Regions from separate parts of the Mus musculus genome. Here regions 2 and 3 are each linked to region 1. A link is a contact called in public HiChIP or PLAC-seq data. All regions are on one chromosome and are shown on one strand. Each heading gives the region's core, a stretch centred on a gene start, on an enhancer-like site or on the middle of the called end of the contact. The rest is flanking DNA. Distances are from core to core; before and after follow the strand shown. Region 1 has its middle 38 kb from the start of Gm36720. Region 2 has its middle 330 kb from the start of Gm27393. Region 3 has its middle 260 kb from the start of Gm27393.

What was found. HiChIP or PLAC-seq counts read pairs in DNA pulled down with a chosen protein or histone mark.
Region 2: a contact with region 1 is called in an H3K27ac HiChIP or PLAC-seq map of stem cell-derived neural progenitor cells, with 5 times the contacts expected there. The contact joins two enhancer-like sites. A contact is called at or near these places in 1 of 484 Hi-C or Micro-C datasets (embryonic stem cells) and 1 of 115 datasets of contacts at active chromatin or transcription factors (stem cell-derived neural progenitor cells).
Region 3: an H3K27ac HiChIP or PLAC-seq map of stem cell-derived neural progenitor cells shows a contact between it and region 1, with 3 times the contacts expected there. The contact joins two enhancer-like sites.

Annotation. Positions count from the first base shown.
Region 1 is chr11:7,465,066-7,468,636 of GRCm38.p6, reverse strand. No RefSeq gene overlaps it. Among named protein-coding and RNA genes, the nearest start is that of Gm36720, 38 kb to the right of the region's middle. Within about 2 kb of position 1,741, at least 13 of the 459 cell types and tissues checked have an H3K27ac peak or open chromatin away from gene starts, as enhancers often do. A contact at or near this core is called in stem cell-derived neural progenitor cells, where this site is marked.
Region 2 is chr11:8,214,064-8,217,634 of GRCm38.p6, reverse strand. No RefSeq gene overlaps it. Among named protein-coding and RNA genes, the nearest start is that of Gm27393, 330 kb to the right of the region's middle. Within about 2 kb of position 1,829, at least 22 of the 459 cell types and tissues checked have an H3K27ac peak or open chromatin away from gene starts, as enhancers often do. A contact at or near this core is called in stem cell-derived neural progenitor cells, where this site is marked.
Region 3 is chr11:8,145,896-8,149,466 of GRCm38.p6, reverse strand. No RefSeq gene overlaps it. Among named protein-coding and RNA genes, the nearest start is that of Gm27393, 260 kb to the right of the region's middle. Within about 2 kb of position 1,521, at least 24 of the 459 cell types and tissues checked have an H3K27ac peak or open chromatin away from gene starts, as enhancers often do. A contact at or near this core is called in stem cell-derived neural progenitor cells, where this site is marked.

The sequences.
Region 1 (3,571 bases), core at 492-2,991:
ACGGGTCCACAATCACCACCTTCCTACACTCCACCACTTACCTATGTAGTTACCTGATGGGAAGCAAGACTTTGAGGATTGATGTGAAACACGGTCAACCTCATTTTGAGCTCACCCAGACACCATGACCTTACGCCAGCTGTTAGAGTCAGCTGCTGCAAGTGGACAGCTGCACCACAGCAACTCTGTCTTTCTCTGAGACCCCCGAGGTAAAGTGCTGTTCTGAACACATCTGAAGGACAAAAACTTCACAGGGAATGAGAGATGGAGCATATAAACCCTACTGGGCTTAATCTACTCTCTTTAAATCAGTAAACAATTAACCAGAGACACAGTGAAGCTTTGAGTTGCACACCCCTTTCTTATGCCTGCTGTACATATTACTCCTCTTGCCAGGTGCATCACTAAACAAAGCCCTGCGTCATCGCAGGTGTCAATTCTAGGAAAAGAACTGATGCTTCACCGCAGGATGGACTGACTCAGCAGGAAGTTCATGTAGCCCTTACTCCTTCAGCTCTTGGGAAACAATACCTTGTGCAGGGAGATCCAACATTTAAGTGTGGTGGGAAACCTGGTATGTTTTTCAACTCATGCAGAATGGGAGGAGAAGACTAAAGAGTGGTTGGAAAAGTGACATCTCAGAATGCTCAATGCACTAAGATGCCCGTTTCCATCCTGCCTTCAACCTGTGGGCTCACCTTGGAAGCTGGATAAATAATGCCCTGCCGGACCCAGGATTCGGAAGCAGAGCATACAGCACGATTTCTCCGAGCCCTCTCTCTGTCTTGGTGTCCAAGTATTTCAGTAGTAACAATAAAATTCACATTCTGAGCCTCAGATCATTGATACAGTGCTAAAATTATGAAAACATCTTCTAAGAATAGTGAGCTGGAAGGTTCTAATTAGTGGCGGGAGAACTGTTCTAAATTAAAACCTGGCATTTTTGGAGGGGAAAAACAACAATTGCAGCAGATGAGTGAAACATGTTCATTAAGTATGAGGCAATGGAAATGTTGGCATAGCAGCTAGAGAAAGGCGACTTCCTTAGAGAGCAGCAAGAAGCTCAGAGTCATACACACAAAGCCCTTGTTTCCCACGCATGAGACTCCTGAGAGTTCCTGAGAAAATGATCAGGACACAAAACCCCCAAAAGGGTGCTAAGCTTAGCAGTGTGCATTTATGCAACCCCTCAACAGCAAAGCCAGTGAAGAGTACCACGAAGGGTGCAAACAGTCACAGTGAGTGGCACCGCAGAAGAAAAGGGTGCTCCCAGACCAGTGATGATGAAGTGAAGTCACCAGTGTAGTCACATCATGTGACCTAAAGAACAGTGACTGGCAATGTGCATATGACTACAGAACCATCTGATGGGTAGAGCCTGACTCACCTGGACGCTGACAGCTGTCCATCATGACAACCAGACACATGTGCCTTTGGGGAGAGTACTGCACTATTTCCTCTGACACCCCTGCCATAAGGATTTCTTTGATCTGAAGGAAAGTTTAGATTGCTCAAGCCTGAAATTTCCTTATAAGTACAATTTCTGGACAGACCCAGCAAAGTAGCCTCTTCCCTGGGCTTTCAAATTCCTTTTCTCTGTCTACTATTTTCTCCCCCAAATTCTCTTTTTCAAGATTTAATTGAAGAACTAGGCGTTGCTCCATTGTCTATAAGCGCACCCCAGTGTTATACAGGAACATCTAAATGGCACAGTCAATGTGTTAGAGGCAAGTAGGTCCTTGGGCCACAACTCTGGCTCCTCACTCAGGGTGTGACCCAATTAAAAGGTTACTTAACCCTCTGGGCACTTTAGTTTCATTTAAAAAATACATTGATAACAATGTATTGTTCATAAAGGTTGAGGCAATCTTAATTAAGAAAGATGCATTTGAGGGCGGACTGATGATCATTATCATTAGACTGGAAGCAGATGGTAGATTCTAGTTCTCTTCAGTGGCTCAGAGCTTTTATGTAGAAATCTGCGCACAGCCGAAGGAAGTGGCCAGTTAAAAACAGGAGGACAGTTGGGAGTTTGTCTCCAACTGGCACAAAAGAATGATTCGCTTCTTCTCTGACTTCTGCTGCATTAATTAGATTATTTGAGCCACCAAAAAGAATACCATCCTCTCAATGAATGGGACTCATTCAGAGGGAAAGACAGAGGTGGGGGAAGTCTCAGCCTGCCCCCACTGTCTGTGGGGAACCTCGGGAGTCTACTTGGAGACAGTGCTTTGGCACAGAAAGATGGAGCTTTGGGCCAGCACACAGGTACTCAGCTATGGTTTCTAAGCTGAAGAAAACTCACAAACCCAGACAATCCTGTGTCACTGAATGGGAATATGTGATAATTAAAAAAAAAAGTACATTCATGTTATGTCACTCGTGGAACAAGGGCCTATAGATAGAGAACACAGCTCATTCGAGTGCAATCAGAGGCTGAACTTATCACAGATATAGACAGAAGAGGTCAGGGTGGGAGAAGACAGGGATGGGTACCCTTGTGTGCCCTATAACCTCATGGTAAGTTGGGTGTCTTAACACATAAGAGAATGGACCTAGTCAACACCACCACATAGAGAAAGGTCCAGAAAAGAGACATAGAGACATCCTAGCTCATGACTTCCTTACCTTGCTGATGTGTGTTCAGATGTTAAAGACAGTTAAAAGATCCATGCATTGCTGGGGAGCCTGAAAGTAACTAGCCAAAACCAATCATTTGGTCCCTGTCTGTCAGACTTATTTCTGATTGAAGGCTGGCCCAAGCTTCCCAAGGTTTTTCCTATGCCAGAAAATCAACGGGAGCTCCCACTGCAGCTGGGCACTGCAGATTCCCCTGGGAAGCCCAGGAGTAGAGGGGAGGTGTGCTTTGCCTCTTGATCCCACAGGCCAGAGTCTAAATTATGCAATAGGGTGTCTGGACTTGGCATCCATGAATGGGCCTTTATTTCTCCAGAGGCCCTGGTCCCCACCACATATTGTTGGCTCACTAGGTACAGAGGTGGGAAAGGTCAAGGCTGTCAGCTCTTGGATATGCCCCTCTTACCTGCAGGGAGACAAAAGCTTCCTTTCTGTTATCCTCTTATGTAAGACTGCTAGCTAGCTCAGGACATTCATGGAAAGGTCCAATAAGAAGTCTCACTTAGCCAAGGGCCTCTGTCTGGGAACAATGCTGTGGTGGGATTGCATTTGTTAGGGAAGATAAGATGCTGGAATCTATTTAGAATCCCTTGTCCTGACCCTGACGTCATCCTTCTCTGTGGCAGTTAGGTAGGCAGCATTGTCCTGTGAGAGTCCCAGTGGGCGTTGTCTGGGTATGATGTCTGTGGACTCCCAGATCTCCTTTTGTGACTTTGAGGCCATTTTCCCACATCTTACATAAAAATAGTTGGCCTACTCATGAGAGGAAACCACAGTCCACACAATGAGGGATGCTCCCCCAATCTTGACTCCCAAACCGAGGGCTGTTCCTCTGGAGGCTGTCTTCAGAAGACCAGTGACAATCACTTTACAAGCAAAGGCCAATACTCCTGGACTTGCCTGTAGAAGTTCCAGTGGTGGGGGCAGGGTGTGA
Region 2 (3,571 bases), core at 580-3,079, 750 kb before region 1:
TGACAAGCCAGTTTCCAGCGTCTACAGCAGAGATTTTCTGTCTTGGGTCAGGTGGCAATGAGGTAAGTGGGAGAGGTTAAACTGTCACTTTCTGGGATTCTTCATGAGTTTCAGCCCACATTGAAGGTATAGCTGGAGGGATTAAGGAAGAGGAGGAAGGCAAGTGTCTTAGGGAATTCTTTTCCCTGTCCTGGGTATGTGACTGCCAAACTCACTGACTCTCCATCACATATTCTACCTGGCCATATGCTCTCAGGCTCTTAGAACTCTTCACATAACCCCTAGTCAGGCCACTGTTCTCATATCCCCTGGCACTGTGACCTGAGACCCATGTCTCATGGTTCCCAGGTAGCACCTTGGGACATTGACACAACACACCCTTTTGTGTTTCATATAGACCAGAATATTATTCCCCATCCTCCTGTGGGCATGACAGTCACCCAGGTACCCATCCTGAACTTTATAAAGCTTTTAGATGTAGCTCATGACCCTTGGTTTGTGGGGAGGCTGCTACTATCCCTGTCAAAGTATCTGGCCTTTGTAAAACTACCTTTGTAGTCCAGTCCTTTGTAGGGACTTGAAATCACTTGACTCTGACAAGTACTTCCAGCATTCTTTTGTGGGAAAGGGGGTATCCACATGTGGCTCTCTTCTCTGGTAAGGTTGTTGTCATCTTCTGGGCACAGGCAGAAGGTTGGGACTTGGGTTAGGGCTCATTCTTGATCTACAAATATGGCTTGTGTGAAATTGTATAGTTGAAGAGCCCAGCAGGGTCTGTCTAACTCTCTGGTAAATTCCAAACCCTAGTAAGCACCTATTATTAAGAAAGATATACACACATATGTTAACACATTCTTTTCTAAGAACTGTAGTGTTTTCTTCATAGAGAATAAAGAGTAGAGTGTAGAATGTCAACCAAACAATCTTATAAACAATAATTTTCTTTTTATGCATTTAGAATTTCTCAACAAGTGATCATGCTCTTTGAATGAACAATTCATGTTCTAAAATATATATCCTAACAAGGGAAACACATAATTCCTGTAACAGAAGATTGTTTTCATATTATCCAAATACAAGTCTTCATCAGGAAACAACTTCATCATGGCAGTCAATTATAGTGAGAATATCCTTACATCTGTTTTCCAAATGATGAAATATTAGTCATTGCTTTGGTCATTTTTGAAGTTTCATTCAATTGATAATGATAAAAAGCATTATGAAAAATGAAACGCATGTTTTCTAGAATTTTAGACTTGGAAAAGCAGATTCCTAAAATTTCATTGCATAAAGCTATACATTTATATCTCCCAATATCATCTTTGGTATTTACGTACATGTGTTACACTGGCAGTACATATGTCCATATCTGTAGTTCTACAAAGCAATTCATGTATAGATAGACTTTATGAATATGACATATATATATATCAATGTGATATGTACAAGGTGACTCCCCATATATACTCAATGAATTTATCTGTTGTCAAGCTACATATTTGTCTACATGACTGAGTTCCAAAGTCACCAAAGTGAGTATGGGAATTGTATTTACTAAACAAAATGTCTGTGTGGAATTAATTTTGTTCATTTCTAAATTTTGTCTTCAAAATTTGCTTTTATGATCATGTATTGCTTTTTTAAAAAGGAAAACAATGTACTCTAAAAAAACTACTTTATCCACCATTGCACATTTATGACCCTTAAGACTTTCTAAAAGTTGGAACGCGATTTAAATAAAAATAGCAATCGCCACGACAATGGGCATTTTCCCCTCTGGCAGTCACACAATGAGAATGCACTTGACACGCAGCCCAGAACATTCCAAGTTCACTAAGAGCAGGAAACGCATTCAAGCTGAGATCATTAGAAGTTACTAGATGACAATTTGTTCTAAGTTCTGAAAGCTAACCCAGCAAGTATGATTTGGCTACAGGAATCGAATACTAAAAATCATTAAAACCCAATGCTTCTAATGTTGGACAACATTTTTGCTGTTGTTTGAACATGGTCCTGATGTTTGCATTGTTGTCTAGGGCCCCTTATGAGAGCCACTGGAATAGAGCAGGGGCACCTATACCTAGAGAAAAGTACAGGACACTAAGATGCTTGCTGAGCATTTTAATGATATATTACTATACTTAAAATCTCATTGCCCAAGGGCTTTGTCCTTTCTCCCTTCCTTCCTTTCTTTCTTCCTTTTATTAAAAGCAACTGGAACTTTCAGATGCCCCAGTGCCACTGATAGTAGCAATAAAGTTTCCACTTCAATGCATAGAGTACATAGATGTATAGAGTTAGCTGGGCACCCAGAGTGAGCCCTAAATTGCCCACATACTTCTAATTCTCATCAAGTTAACAACCAAAGCCAAATATTGCAGAAACCTCCCACAGCAGTGTGAGATGTGTGGTCATCACGTTCTCCATAGCCTAAATCTTCATGGACATAAATTGTCTTTATGGGAAGAGGTATCACTTGGATGGGAGAGGGCTTGTTATCTATTTGCTGTGATGCTTCAAGAAAGATGGGAGGAGCGAAGGGAAGGGAAGGGAAGGGAAGGGAAGGGGAGGGGAGGGGAGGGGAGGGGAGGGGAGGGGAGGGGAGGGGAGGGGAGGGGAGGGGAGGGGAGGGGAGGAGAGAGTGTCAGTAAAGAAAATAAAAGATAAAATCCCACAAGACTTCATGGGTCCCTGGGTTGAAACTGTAAATGCTGTATGCATGAAACACACACACACACACACACACACACACACACACACACACACACACACAAATCTTCATTAGGAACAACATCTAGGCCACTTCCAGGCCACTTCCTATCCACTCTGATGTTGGCAGTGCCACTTACAGCTTCAATTCCATCTCCAAATTTCTTAAATTTCTTCTGCATTTCTTTCAGGTTCTCTCTTCTCACAGAAACCCAAATTTGAATCCCTTTGTTCTCAGTACAGGAAAGAATTTCACGAGATTCTCTCAAAATAGTGGAATGGTGTTTTTCTATTTGTGTTCTTTCTAGACTATTTTCCCATTGTGAGCTAAACAGTAAGTCCTAAGGAAAATATGGCACTTGTCCATCTTACCCAACTCTTGACCTAGATTTTGGAGATTGCAGCCCAGGGATTTAAGCATGCTAAACTCGGGCTCATAGCTGATTCATACTGCTTCTCTTTGTACTTTACAGCAAGGCTACCTTCAGGATAAGCTTCTTATTCAAGGCAGATGGACATTGCCTCATGGTGGAAGATTGCATTTTAGCTATCCTTCCTCACCTTGTCTAAATATCCTGCACTAAATTGCTGCACAATCTTTATGACTGGATTAATTGAGCTAAATGGCAGGGGTTGCATTTCTACAGTTACAAGGAAAATAAATACATCTTAAAGAAGCAAATAGAAAATAACCATAAATATACCCATGCCCATGAGGCAAATTTGTTCTGCCTGTTAAACAAGTTTCTAATAAAACAAAATAAAACAAAACATTAGATAGTTGGAAAAGAACTAGACCTCTGCTGAGATCCAGTTTATTTGTTTATCCCATAAATGTTTATAGGACACCTAACTGTGTCCC
Region 3 (3,571 bases), core at 272-2,771, 680 kb before region 1:
AGCGCCTCTGTGCTTCTGCCTGTTCCAGAAGCTGTCAGGTTCTCTGGCGCACCCTCTCACCTGTTCAGACTAATTTCCTAAGTTCGGCGGGTCCCGGACCAAGATAGGCCAACATTTTTATAACACTTTCTTAACCTGAGTACTTAGGAGTAAATCCCAATTCTCTTGTCCCCGCTTTCTTTGCTCACTTTATTAACTGATCATCCAGGTTTGTGCTCTTGCTGACTAGAGCCTACAGAACCAACCTGCTGATTATTAAATAATTTTTTCCTGCTCCTTCTTCCTTTTTACCTTTCTGATTTTTGAGCTTATACTATAATGACAGCATTTCTCCTTTCCCTACCTCCAAACCCTTTCCCTCCACTTTTAGTTTGGATCTTTTAAGCAGGTCCCTGAGGATGGGTCTGACTTGGGGTACAGGCTATGACCCCTAAGTGTGGTATACTATGTCTCTTCTCTTCTCTTCTCTTCTCTTCTCTTCTCTTCTCTTCTCTTCTCTTCTCTTCTCTTCTCTTCTCTTCTCTTCTTCTTTCTTTCTTTCTTTCTTTCTTTCTTCCTTCCTTCCTTCCTTCCTTTCTTTCTTTCTTAATTTCTGAGATTAACTTGTCTTTTTCTTAAATTTCTTTCTGAGACCAACTAAATATATTTTAAGAAATTACATCTGTTTTTGTCCACTTAATTATTTTCAGTTTCTGATTCAAGGCAATTTTCATCATTTGCACGTTGTTTTGAGGATGTGAAATTATGTTTAAAGAATTGTGCTCACATCCGGTGAAGAAGGTTCCCCAAAGAGTACGTCCCCCTACTGAGCCTGGCAACACCTGTGAAGCTGGTTATTTTCCAATCCCGTAATGATGGAATACTGCTCAGAAAAATATTTTACAGTTGTAATTAAATTATTCAACTGACTTCAACCTCGGTAGGCCTGAGCTAAGGAAGGAAGCCTTAAGAAGACAGAAAGGTTGGTCAGCTCTTTCCTCCTGGCTTGCAAGAAATCAAAAGCCAAGTTGCTGAAATGTATGTGTGGTTTTCAAACTGGACAGTGGGGGGGGGGGGAAGTGGAAGCATTTTGAGTGATGTGCCCAGTGAAGGGAAGCATTGTAAATAGTCTTGACAGTGGCAATCTGGTCCTTGAAGGCATTGCCAGTAGCAGCTCTGCATGAAGTGAGATAAGCTACAGGACACTGAAGGAGGTAAGATCTGAAAGCAGAAGTACAGGACAATCACCAAATTTGCTCTATATGTTAGGAAAGAACACACTGAAGGCATGGTCTAGTTTGTTACTGTTGCGTATGGAAAGAAAGATCAGGGCCAGAGAGTTAATTGGAGGAAGCAGCTGCTAAGGGGGAACCAGAACCAGATGAGGCAGTGGACCCTTAGTCTCTCTAGATGACAAAGGATGCTAAAAATAAGAAGTAGATGCTGAAAGCTTTCATCTAGAAAAGGCTTAGTATGCATGAGAATGTAGCCTTTTGCTAAAACTGCGGAATGACCAAAGATTCGCCTATTCACTGCACACAAAGAGCCCTTTCAAGAGATTAGGGGTGGGATTCTCTCAGGAAGTGTAAGCTCCTAGTCTCTCAATGACCTCGCAGGCGCCAAAGGCTGACTCATGATTATCTTAAAAAGAATTGTGGCTATGGCTTTTGTTTAATGGAGTCTAATCCGTGGAAAACCCACAAAGTTTTTAAGAAATTATTTCATCAGAAACCAGCAAGTTTGGACGACTAGGGACCGAGAGAGGACAAAAGGAAAAGAGGCTGATAAAACACGGGTATCATTCCTGTCTACCTGTCCTGAGACCTAGATGGGCGGCTGAGGCAGCAGGACCAAGAATTTAGGGGAAAAAATCTCGGAGTTTCTAATTGAAATCAGCCAAACCTCTCACTCTCTCAGATGGCGTTTGTCCTCTCCTAGGGACCCGTGTCCTTTCCATTCCGTTTATCGTACTTCCTGCGCTCTGGGATTATTAAAGACATATGGCCTCTAGTTTTGTAATTCACACATAGACTCGGGGAACAGGAAGTCGGAACTGGGGTGGGCACTGGACCCCACAACAACTCTGAGAATCCTTTTGCTGAAAGCCAGCAAAGCGAGAGAGAGAGAGAGAGAGAAAGAGAGAGAGAGAGAGAGAGAGAGAGAGAGAGAGAGAGAGAGAGGTGCTTTCTGTGTTCTCATTATTTTCTAAATGAGCTTCGTCTAAAGGGGTTGTCCTTGACTGGGAGACAGAACCTGAGATACCGCACCTAAACCCCAGGGTCTGGGGCAGCTGCACTGAGTGTCAATCCTCCTCCATATACCTCACCCCAGTTTTTGCTCCGAGTCCTTAAAAAGCCTCTGGACAAACAGCTCGATGATGCCTTATTTCCACATACACAGGAGCTACCCCCATCCATTTACCACACTCCTACCTATGAATTGATAATAAACCTCCTCTGAAACTCATCCTTTGTGGCTTGTGAATATCATTATTTTAATTCGGAGGACAAAAATGACACTGATTTGGGGAAGCTTTGGTGGCCATCATATTTGACCCCAAGTTCCTGGAGACAGCTCTGTTCTTAAAGACACCACAACATTCCCATTTCCATACAAAGGACTCATTGGATTTCAGCCTGGAGCTGAAATCCCATCCAGATCCAAGGGAGGACCAGAATTTGGAACTTGAGCTGAGCTGATGAGGCACAGCCTAGATGGGAAGATTTTAATTCAGGGGCCTGTGAGATGGAACCTAGCTAATCCGTGCGTAGGCTCCTGACCTTTAGATATTACAGATAATGAATACTCATTATTTGAGGCCAGTGTGTTTGTGGTAGTTTACTCGGCATGATAGAAATGAATTTTCCATTGCTTTGTGGTTGGGCTTTACAGGGAACCTGCTTTAGATTACTTATGTGAAATTGTATTTTCTATAGACTTCTTTATGGACTTGATTTTTCTTTGTTTTAATTTTTATTATGCTTATTTATTGTATGTGTGTGTGTGTGGGGGGGGAGCACACATGTGCCATGACATGTGTGTGAAAGTTAGAGGATGATCAAGAGGCTGCTCTCGCCTTCCACACCGTGACTCTCCAGGATCAAACTCTGCTTATAAGACTTGGTGGCAGGCATCTTTACCCACGGAGGCATCTTCTGGACTTTGGACTGGACTTTCTACTTTTAGAATGTAGTTTCTGCCTCAGTCTGGTATAACTGATGCCAGCGTGCTGCAGGTTTTCAGAGGGGCTAGGGAAAGACAGTTATATAGGCAAATCTGCTTAGTTTGCTTGGATGGGAGAATGAAGGTGAGTCCCTCTCTGCGTTGGTAGCTTTTAAAAATCTTGCAGTAGTTTAATTAGCTCAACTTCTGTACTGTGGAGTTGCCAGTGGACATATTTTCTTTCCTTTTTGGCAAGTCTGGAAGATATACAAAACATAGCAGCTGTGATTAGGTCAGAGAGACTCTTCTCTGATATTACTCTGTGTGTGTGTGTGTGTGTGTGTGTGTGTGTGTGTGTGTGTGTGTGTGTGATGTATGTGTTAGCACGTGAGTGCTACAGAGCATGCATCCAGATCAAAGGACAGTGCTG